2 separate regions of the Canis lupus genome follow, and region 1 is linked to region 2. A link is a contact called in public Hi-C data. All regions are on one chromosome and are shown on one strand. Each heading gives the region's core, a stretch centred on a gene start, on an enhancer-like site or on the middle of the called end of the contact. The rest is flanking DNA. Distances are from core to core; before and after follow the strand shown. Region 1 holds the start of TEX10 (testis-expressed protein 10). Region 2 holds the start of NR4A3 (nuclear receptor subfamily 4 group A member 3).

Evidence for each region. Hi-C and Micro-C count contacts between places; a contact is called where the count stands out from the background.
Region 1: a contact with region 2 is called in a Hi-C map of blood, with 3 times the contacts expected there. The contact joins the promoter of TEX10 here to the promoter of NR4A3 in region 2. A contact is called at or near these places in 2 of 9 Hi-C or Micro-C datasets (both in blood).

The regions. Positions count from the first base shown.
Region 1 is chr11:57,609,145-57,614,121 of UU_Cfam_GSD_1.0, forward strand. TEX10 (testis-expressed protein 10) reads right to left here and starts at 1,366. Exons shown (of 15, transcript XM_038552932.1): 1 at 1,191-1,366. LOC119876831 (basic proline-rich protein-like) reads left to right here and starts at 303. Exons shown (of 3, transcript XM_038553296.1): 1 at 303-314; 2 at 438-514; 3 at 602-1,667. The coding sequence starts at 303. The coding sequence ends at 1,667.
Region 2 is chr11:57,140,593-57,145,616 of UU_Cfam_GSD_1.0, forward strand. It overlaps NR4A3 (nuclear receptor subfamily 4 group A member 3), which reads left to right and starts at 3,757. Exons shown (of 9, transcript XM_038552931.1): 1 at 3,757-4,215. It overlaps LOC102153773 (a long non-coding RNA gene), which reads right to left and starts at 1,604. Exons shown (of 4, transcript XR_005367051.1): 1 at 1,504-1,604.

The DNA.
Region 1 (4,977 bases), core at 116-2,615, 470 kb after region 2:
CCAAACCACTGCGCCACCCAGGGATCCCTACTAGGAACTTTTAAAGCTCTATTAACCAATTTGTCATTTTCACTTCAAAATAAAGATTTATTTTTTTATTTTTTTTTTTTTAGGGCTGCCCGGCTGGGCAAGCCTGTGGAGCCTGTAAAAAGCACGCCAACTCTGGATCTCAGGTTGACACTGGGTGTAGCGAGCGAGGACTTAAAAATCTCTTAAAAACAAGTCAATAAAACACAAATAAGATTTTTTTCATAGCACGGCAAGTCAAATGGTTTGACTAAAGCTACTCTGCAGCAGCCGGTATGGAACAGGAGGTACCAACTCCAGCCTTAAGGGGCTGAACTTTCACATCGCTGCCACCTCCCACGCGGGGGGGGGGGGGGGGAGCCCCTGAAGTTTGAGAACTGAACATTTCACAGATTCCAATCAATTTGCAGGTCTCCTGGATTGTCAACACAAGGGGAGATTCTCGCGGGCCTGAAAATGTCCACCGACCGAATCGAATTCCAGCTAGGCTTGTCTGCCACCCCCGATTTCCAACCTCCTTCGCAAAATAAATAAATAATAAATTAATGAAACTGTAATAACGCGTGTACTGCAGTTTTCCTTTTGATGGTTTCCCCGTCAACCCCTTCCTCTCCCGAGTTCCTCCCGACTCTACAGAAGGGGCCGGGGGAGAGACCCGGGACTTCCCAGAAAGTGGACGCCCCCCCGAGGGGCCGCCCGCGCCGCCCCCGCCGCCCGCGCCGCCCGCACACCTGGAGCGCGGCGGGGGCCCGGGAGGGGACGCCCGCTCCTCCCCGCCGTCCGCCGCCGTCCGGCGTCCCACACGGCAAGAAGAGCCCCCCGGGCCGCCAGCGCTCCCGTCCCTTCCCCTCCCGGCGGCCGCGGGGCCCAAATCGAGGCTCCCCGGCCTAAAAGTGCCTCCGCCGCGAAACGGCGCGAACCGGCCCAGTCACTCGAGGCGCTCCACACGCCCGCGGGCCGCCCCGCCCCGCCCCGCCCCCGCCCTGCCCCGCCGCGCGCCCAGGCCCCGCTCCGCCCCCCGCCCCCCGCCCCCCCACCGGGGCGCGCGGACCGGCCACGGCTCGGCCTGGCCCGCCTGGGCCGCGCGGACCGGGGGAGCCACGGCCCCGCGCGCCCGTCCCGCGCCCCGGGAGGGCCCGGCCCGACGGGCGGCGGCCGCTCACCTGAGGGCCCGGCTGGGACCGGGGCGCGGAGCGGAGGACAGAGCGTCCGAGCGGAAGCCCGCGGGGCGACGGCGCGCGCCACCGGCCTCAGCCCCTCGCTCCCCGAGCGTGTTTTCAAATCGCCTCGTCCTCACGCGGCCGCGTCTCCTTCCGCCGCCCGGAAACCAGGGCCCCTCCCCCGCCGCGCCGCGCTCACGTGACCGCGGCCCGCAGCCGCGCGCAGCCGGGGAGGCGGGAGCGGGAGCGCGAGCGCCAGGCCCCGCCCCCGGGAGGAGGGGGCCCGCCGGAAGCCCCCTGCGCTCGCGGAGGCCGGCGCGGGACGGAGCGCGGCCGCGGACCTGCGGGGCGGGCGAGGCGGGGCGGGGGCGGGGGCCGGAGGCGTCGCCCGGGTTCCCGCGGCGCGAGAGCGTGCCTCTGCTCCCCTCCGTGCTCCATGGCTCCCCGGACCCGGTGCCACATTCAGAGAACAGAAGTTGAACCGAAATGGAGCGGGGGGGGGGGGGGGGGGGCCGCGGGAAAAGTTTCGGGCCGCTGGAACCCGGGAGTTCCCGAGGACTTTAACCTGGATGGAGCGCTTCGCAACTGCCGGGCCGAGGGCAACGTACACCTATAGTCGCTGAAGCCTGAAAGTCTTCGTCGAGGGTTTTTTGTTTTTTTTTTTTTCCCCCTGATGTTTCAAAATCTCAGCCCTGAGATTGCAACGGCTGAAATGAAGTGGGCCCCGCTCCCCCGGGGAAGTTCAGGGAGGACCTGAATGTCTAGAAAGGAGATGAGAAAGGAAGGAGAGTGCTTGTTGGAAAGAATAATCCTTGCCAAAGACTGGCAGGTAGGGTGGAGGGAAGACACCCCCCCGCCCTCCCCCCCGGGTATGGGTGGGAGACCATGATTCAGATTTGTCTCTACAGCTTATCAGTTTATAAGACAGAAAAGCTGACAGCCCTATGAGCCTCCGTTGATGAGCAGAGACCCGAGCCCTGGGACAGAGACCATTCCTGTTCTAGGATGAGAGATGAAGCAGAGCCAGATACCCCCCTCCCCCTCCCCTGGCGACACACAATCTGCCTTGAATCCACCATAAACCAACATTTGGGAGTCCCCAGCATCCTACAGTATTACATGATGTTAAAAGTTGTGAAACGGGATCAGAAGAGGAAAGGTTTATTGCCACCCATCATGTCCCCTAAACTCCAGGTTCCTAGCTAACAGCTTACTCAACATTTCCTTTGACATCCTATTTGCATCTCAGGGTGCACTTGTCCAAAATGGAACTCCTGATCACACCCCCCCACCCCACCCCACCCCACCCCCGAAATGTATTCCTGCTACAGCTTCTTCATCTCAAATAGCAATTTCATCCTTCTGGTTACTCAAGCCAAAAACCCAAAGAAGGTCTTCTTTCTTCCGCATCTCACACCTAACTCATCAGGAGATTACTTCAAATGTTACCTGACTTCCACCACTTAGCACCACCTCCCTCGCTATCACCGTGGTCCAAGCCATCTCATGATCACGATAGAAGATCTCTGAATGGGTTTCCTGTTTCCATTATTACACTCTAGTGTCTCCCCCCTACGGTCTAATATCAGCAGAAAAGCTATGTGATTAATTTAAAATCTAAGGTCAGGTCACGCTTTTGCTCAAAACCCCTCAACTCCCCATGTCATTTGGAATAAAGCCAGAATCCTTATCATAGCCTCAAGATCTGCCGTATTCTGAAATATCACTGAACTTCTGGACACTCCTACAACTCTCCTGTTTTCACTCTTCTCCAGCCAACCTCCCTTGCTTCTTGTCTGTGGCAAAGTGGCACTGGTGGTGATGTAAGTAACAGAAGTGCTTGGCCTGGCTAAAGGAAGTATGCCATGAGGAATCATGTTCAAGAAAAAAGGAAAACAAAAAATAAGAAATCTGATCTTTATTTTTTTTAAATAATTTTTTTATTTGAGAGAGAGAGAAAAACCAAGAACATAAGTTGAAAAGACAGGAAGAGGGAGAAGCAGGCACTCTACTGAGCAGGAAACTAATGCCAGGCTCAATCCCAGACCCCTGGGATCATGATGAGCCCAAGGCAGACGTTTGACAGACTGAGCCTCTCAAGCACCATGAAATCTGATCTTTAAATTTTGGTGAACAAGCACATTTTTTTTTCCTATTTTTAAAACACTGGGGTGCCTGGCTGGTTCAGTCAGTAGAACTTGAGACTCTTGATCTTGAAGTTATGAATCCAAGCAGTACAATGGGTATAGAAGTAACTTAAAAATAAATTATAAAAGGGGTGCCTGGGGGAATCCCTGGGTGGCTCAGGAGTTTAGCGCCTGCCTTTGGCCCAGGGCGCAATCCTGGAGTCCCGGGATCGAGTCCTGGTCGGGCTCCTGACATGGAGCCTGCTTCTCCCTCTGTCTTCTCCCTCTGTCTGTGTCTCTGCCTCTCCCTCTCTCTCTCTCTCTCTCTCTGTGTGTGTGTGCTGTGTGTCTATCATGAATAAATAAATCTTTTAAAAATTAAAAAAAAAAAAGGGATGCCTGAGGGGTGCCTGGGTAGCTCCATGAGTTAAGCCTCTGTCTTTGGCTCAGGTCATAATCCTGGAATCCAAGGAAGGAGCCCTGGGTCAGGCTCACAGCTCAGCAGGGAGTCTGCTTCTCCCTCTGCCCCCCCCTTTTGTGTTCTCCCTAGTTCACTTTCTCAAATAAATACATAAAATCTTTAAAAAATAAAAATAAAAGAAGTGTCGTGTGACTCAGTCAAGTGTCCAACTCTTGATCTTGGCTCCAGTCATCTCAGGGTGGTGAGATCAAGCCCTATATTGGGCTCCACACTCAGTGGGGTGTCTGCTTGTGATTTTCTCCATCTACCCCTCCCCCGCTCAAGCACATGTGCTCTCTAAATAAATACATAAATAAAATCTTAAAAAAATAAAATCCAAAAAACAAAACACTGTGTGGGCTAAACAAAATTCTTATAAGCAGGTTACTTACTAGTTTACAACCTCTGGTTTAAGACATGAAAAGTATGTTTACAAAAGGAAGCTTTTTCCAACTCTAAGTTATGAACTCAATAGTTACAAGAGTCACCTGCTTAGCTGAGCCAGAATAGACCTTTGATAAATGACAGTCATGTAGCAAGGTCTTTAACCCTTGCCAAAAAAACATGCATTCTAAAATCGTGGCATACTTCATTTTCAAAACTCTGTCCAGTTAGCCACAGAAACTCCGAGTATTTTAGTTTCTTGGGGCTTCTGTAACAAAGTATCACAAGCTTGGTGGCTAAACAACAGAAATTTGTTAATTCTGGAGACTAGAAGTCTGAGATCATGGTTTGGCAGGATTGGTTCTTTCTGGGCAGCCCCGGGGGGCTCAGCGGTTTGGTGCTGCCTTCAGTCCAGGGTGTGATCCTGGAGACCTGGGATCGAGTCCCACGTCAGGCTCCCTGCGTGGAGCCTGCTTCTCCCTCTGCCTGTGTCTCTGCCTCTCTCTTTCTCTCTCTCTCTCTGTCTCTCTCTCTCTGTCTCTCATAAATAAATAAATAAAATCATTAAAAAAAAAGGATTGGTTCTTTCTGAGGGCTCTAAGGGAGATGCTGCTTCCTTCATGCCTTCTCCTAGCTTCCGGTAGCCTTAGATGTTCCTTGGGTTGTAGATAAATTCTCTCTCTTCACATTGTCTTCCCTCTGTGTGTGTCTGTGTCCAGAGTTCCTCTTTCTATGAGGACACCAGTCAGATTAGGGCCCACCCAAATGACCTCATTTTTTATTTGATTACCTCTGTAAAAACCCTGTTTCCAAATAAGGA
Region 2 (5,024 bases), core at 2,507-5,006:
TAGATTGCTGAAAGTCCTATTACATATGCCTTACAGAATATTAATGTGTGATCCCCAGTAGATCAAACTTATGAAAAGGTACAGAACAATAGATGGTAACTAAAAAAAAAAAAAAAAAAAGAGAAGAAAGAAGAGAAGAATTCATTTTGTTTCAAGAATTGCACAGGTTTAGGGACCCAGGATTAAGGAGAGGATGGTGTCCCAGTTTGCAAGAGAGCCTTGTCTCTGCTTCCATGACTCTCCATTTGAGTGCAAAAATGTTGCCACTTATCAGTGACCACTGGAACCTCTCCAACAGGCAGTCCAGCTTCCTACCCAGAGGAGCACTAAGCCAGCTGATTGGCTCAGGGCAATCAGACAACAGCCCTCAGCCCAGCAGCAGTCAAGGAACAAAGATTGGCGACCCGATACTCAGGAAGGAAAGGATGCAAACGAGGCGAGGGGTGGGGGAAAAGCACAGAATCAACCAATAGAGATGTCCTGAAAGACTCACCCACTCAAATAAAGAAATGCTTATACCTGGAGATATTTGGCCAGGGATGGATTTTTCTTTTTTTCTTTTTTAAAGTTAAACAAGGATAAAGGTTTAAAACCGTCACTGGAGGAGCCTAATTCGTATGAAAACACTTGGTAGCTGCTTCACAACTACCTTGAGTGGGCAAGGGACCTTTTTATATATATAACGTTTGGAAAATGGAGTTTATTCAATAAATCCATCAAAAGATATCCTGTTTCCTACAAACTGTACCTAATTTTAGGGTTCCTGCTTCACAGTGATTCCAGTTCTGCGTGAGATTTCAAACTGAAGAGGTACCGGGAGGGGTGCAGAGCCCATGAAATTTTTACAGCATGGAAATAAAAAGTATTTTTAAACCTTCTAAGGGGTGAAGAATTAGACAAGAAGCAATACGTGGAAACTGTCAAGTGCTTCTCTACACACACACACCCACCCACCCACCAGATACCATCGCAGCCGGGTAGGGGAGTCTCCCTCTCCTTGCCTGACAGCTTCACTTTCTTTGAGGTCTCGAGCTGGTGATCACACTGGCCCGTCATGGTATTTTCAGTTAACAAAGCAGTTACTCAACAGGGGAAAAAGCCACAAAGGAGCAGAGCAGCTGCTGCTGCACCCGTGATGCAAGTGCAGGATGAGCCCCGGGCCGCCACCGCCGCCTCGGCTCCTCCGTGACGTCCGGGAGGGGTATCCCCGGCTCTCAGGAAGCGGTGGCCGCGGGCGGCTCCGCCCCCACGCGACTCGGGCTGGCCGGGCCGCCGCGCGCCAGGGCTGCCCCGCGAGCTGGCAGGCGGCGGCGGCGGCGGCGGCGGCGGCGGCGGCGGCGGCGGCGGCGGCGGCGGCGGCGGCGGCGGCCGCGGCCGGCCGGCACCTGCGCGCGCACCCCGCGGGCCGCGCACCCCGCCGCCGCGCCCGCGCCTCGCCCTCTGCGCCCGGCCCGGCCCGGCCCGGCCCGCGCCCCCTCGCTCCCGAGGCTCTCACCCACTCACCCCGACCCCCTGCGCGGAGCCTGGCCCAGCGCCGCCGGTCACCAGACGGGGTCGAGCCGGGTCCAAGATGGCGACTCCGCCCCCGCCCCCGCCCCCTCCGCACCCCCGGCGGGGTCAGGGCGCCCCCTCACGCGGCGCGCTCGCGCCCGGGGCCCGGCTAAAAATACCCGGGCTCCACTATATTTGGTTCGGCCGGATCCCGGCGCGGCCGCGCGCACTCGGCCCCGCCCCCGCGCCGCGCCCCGCCCCCCGCGCCGCGCCCCGCCCCCTGCGCTCCGCCCCGCCCCGCGCAGCACTGAATGGAGAAAGGGGCGGGGGTGACCGAGGGGAACCTACTCCGCTATCTGCGGCGCGCGCCGGCGGCGAGGCCCGGCCAACCGCCCAATTTAGTAACATCGCCTGCGTCAATCACGCGCCTCCTGTGCGTCAGCGCCGCGCGGCTCCAGGTCCTGCTCCCCTCCACCCCCCCACCCCCCCCCCCCCCCCCCCCGCCACCACCAGCCTTTGAATGGATACAATGTAGCAGCGCCCTCCTTCCTTCCGAGACTGGATTGGAACCCGCGGCGGTGCACGGGCTCGGCTCCCCTCCGCGGGGTCAGCTCTCTCAGCATCCTCCCTCCCACGGTCTTCTCTCCACACCACCCTGCCTGAAGTGGAAGTGGGAGTCGAAGAAATATATCCGTGTCGTATATAGAAATAAAATTAGTTTTGTTTTCAAGTTTCTGGTGCTAATAACTCGAACCTTCTTCCATTCTGAACCGCATGCTGTCGACAATAGGATCCTCTCCCACCCACCCCCCACTGCAAAACACACACACACACACACACACATGCAAACACTGGGACGTGTCAAAGAAATAGAATATCACGTGTGATTTAAGCGGACCGCATGGAGACCATGCCTGTCTGCGACGTTGCACTCAACTATTTTATCCCCCTTAAGAATTCATATCTGAGAGAGGTTGCTTTTCACTCAGCTGCACTTTGGAACTAAGAGACAGACTTTAACTTTGATAAATTTTTGTTTCTGTTTGCAGCAAGAAATTCACACTTAAATTCATCATTTCCAGGAAGAAATTGCTCTCCTTCACACAGTCGCCCAAGCTTTCAGCACACCATTTCATGACAAATGTGTCCCAGTAGAAGAGAGCAAATCCCATGGCGAGGAACTGACTAATAAATCCTGTTGATTGATTTCGAAATGTTTAATTTGGGAGATTGGAGGGGGGGGCAACCATGAAAAAGTGAAAGTGCGAGCTGAGATTTCCATTTCTGCGGGGTGGGGGTGGGGGGAATGATTTGCAACAGTCAGACCCGGTCAGCTGTTCAACACGTGTGTGTTTGTTTTACACACATTAAGTAGTTTCTGCGGCAGCGCGCACGTGGATGATGGATGTGCACTCAGTTGGCTTATTGTGGGTCCAGTTAGGAAATCCACACCTTAGCATAAAGAAATAAAACCTTATCTTCCCGGAGGCATCTGCATCCCTGTGCGAAACACGCACTCAGCAAATGATGCGAGGAGGAGCTGGATTAGCCTAGACGCTGCGGGCCAGCGAGACTTAAACAGCCTTGGAACTGTTGCTTGAGGAAAGCGCAGCTGCATGCACCTCGGAGAGTCTTCGGGCCGGTGCCTGACTCCTGCACCGGCTGCCAGGTCACTCGGAGAAGCTGGCTGGCGGAGCCTTCCCTTTCGGAAGAGCTGTCCTCTCCCTTACCCCCTCTCCCTGGCTCCGTGCCTCGGGGCAGCCTCGGAGGCGCGCCAGCCGCACTCCTCCAACACTACTCCACCCGAGCCTGACAGCTGGGCGGTCCCGCCTGACCCGCCGGCGGGCCGCTGCACCCTCCGGCAGACTCGCGCCCTGGCGAGCAGCGCCGCTGCAGAGGGGTTGGCGGCTCGGCTCCCAAAGGCCCCCCTGCCGGGCTTGGCCGCGCGGCGCAGTTTCCATTGTGCAGCCCGGAGAATGGTCCGGGAACGCGCGCGCGCACACACATGCACACACACACGCACACACACACACACACACACCCTCCCTCGCACACGCGGAACCGGCTGGGCCAGGGGAGGGAGGGGGAGGGTGACGTAGCGTCCCATGGCGTCACATTGACGTCTCGCATTCCAGGCACTCTATGGAGAGGCCGCTAGGGCTCCTGTGGCATAAATGACGTGCCGAGAGAGCGAGCGAACGCGCAGCCGGGAGAGCGGAGTCTCCTGCCTCCCGCCCCCCACCCCTCCAGCTCCTGCTCCTCCTCCGCTCCCCACACACAGACAGGCTCACACCCGCTCCCTCACTCGCACACACAGACACGCGCGCACACAAGCTCCGCACACACACTCCACTCTCTCCCGCGCGCTCACACCCCTCTCGCCCTGCGCCCTTGCCGGTGCAGAGCCGCGCGGCAGCCGGACGCCCCTCCCGGACTCACTTTGCAACGCTGACAGCGCCGGCGGCGGCCTCGGAGGTGGGAACTGCGGCGGCATCCTGCCCCCGGGCCGTGGCCGCAGCCAGGACGCCCGCGGAACCCCTCGCCGGCACTCTCCCATGAGTCGGGATCGCAGCATCCCCTGCCAGACGCTCACCGCCTCTGGGAGCCGCTGGGCTGGTTCACGGCAGCCCTTCCGGGACAGCAGCTGTGACTCCCCCCCCAGTGCAGATTTCGGGGCAGCTCTCTAGAAACTCGCTCTAAAGACGGAACCGCCACAGCACTCAAGTACGTATGAGATTCGCCCAGTGAATTGGGGGACTTGCTAAAAAGTTGGCGCGCTGGGAAGCGTCGCTCCTGAATTGACAACTTTGAGTGTGGGTTTTTTTTTTTTTTCCCCCTCGCCTCCTCGCTCCGGCTTCGCTCGCCGAGCGGCCCGGGGGGTTCTGATCTGAAACTTTTCCCCTGTAGCGGGCCCGCGGGGACCTCTGGAGCTCGTGGGATTCCTCCCCCAACCCGAAGAGGCGAAAAGCCTCTAACAAAGAGGAGGACCGGGATTTGTTCAGTAGCAGCTCCAGCGATGTAATTCAGGGTATTTCGGCTCTAGTTGTCATGGTAATGATGCTCTCGGCGGCGGCGGCGGCGGCGGCGGCGGCGGCAGGGAGTTGCAGCTCCGCTGATGAACGGCAGTAATTTTCCTGCCTTTTAACTAGGATTGAAAACAGGGGCTCCGGTGGGTCCAAGTTAATATACCTAATGGTGACTCCCAGCCGGTTGACTCGGGGGAAGCTGGAGAGGGAAGGGGCCTGGGCAGCGGTGGTTGGAGTTTGCAAAGGCGCTCGGATGATCTCTGGAAAGAGGGCGTAATTGTAGGAATGTGGCTTTATTGTATTGAAATGAGCCTGGGGCTCCACTAGGCACGTCTGCCTGGCGTAGCCTACTTGCCCGTGTGCACTTTTCCCTTCAGAGGTAATAGGCTGTAATTGCTGACTCCCGAGCCCGGCCACGCGTGGGGATCGTGTTCCTTTCCTTCGGGCCTTGGCTTGGTGTGGGAATGTTTTACTCTTAAGTGACGGAACTCGCGCTTTTGGAGAAGT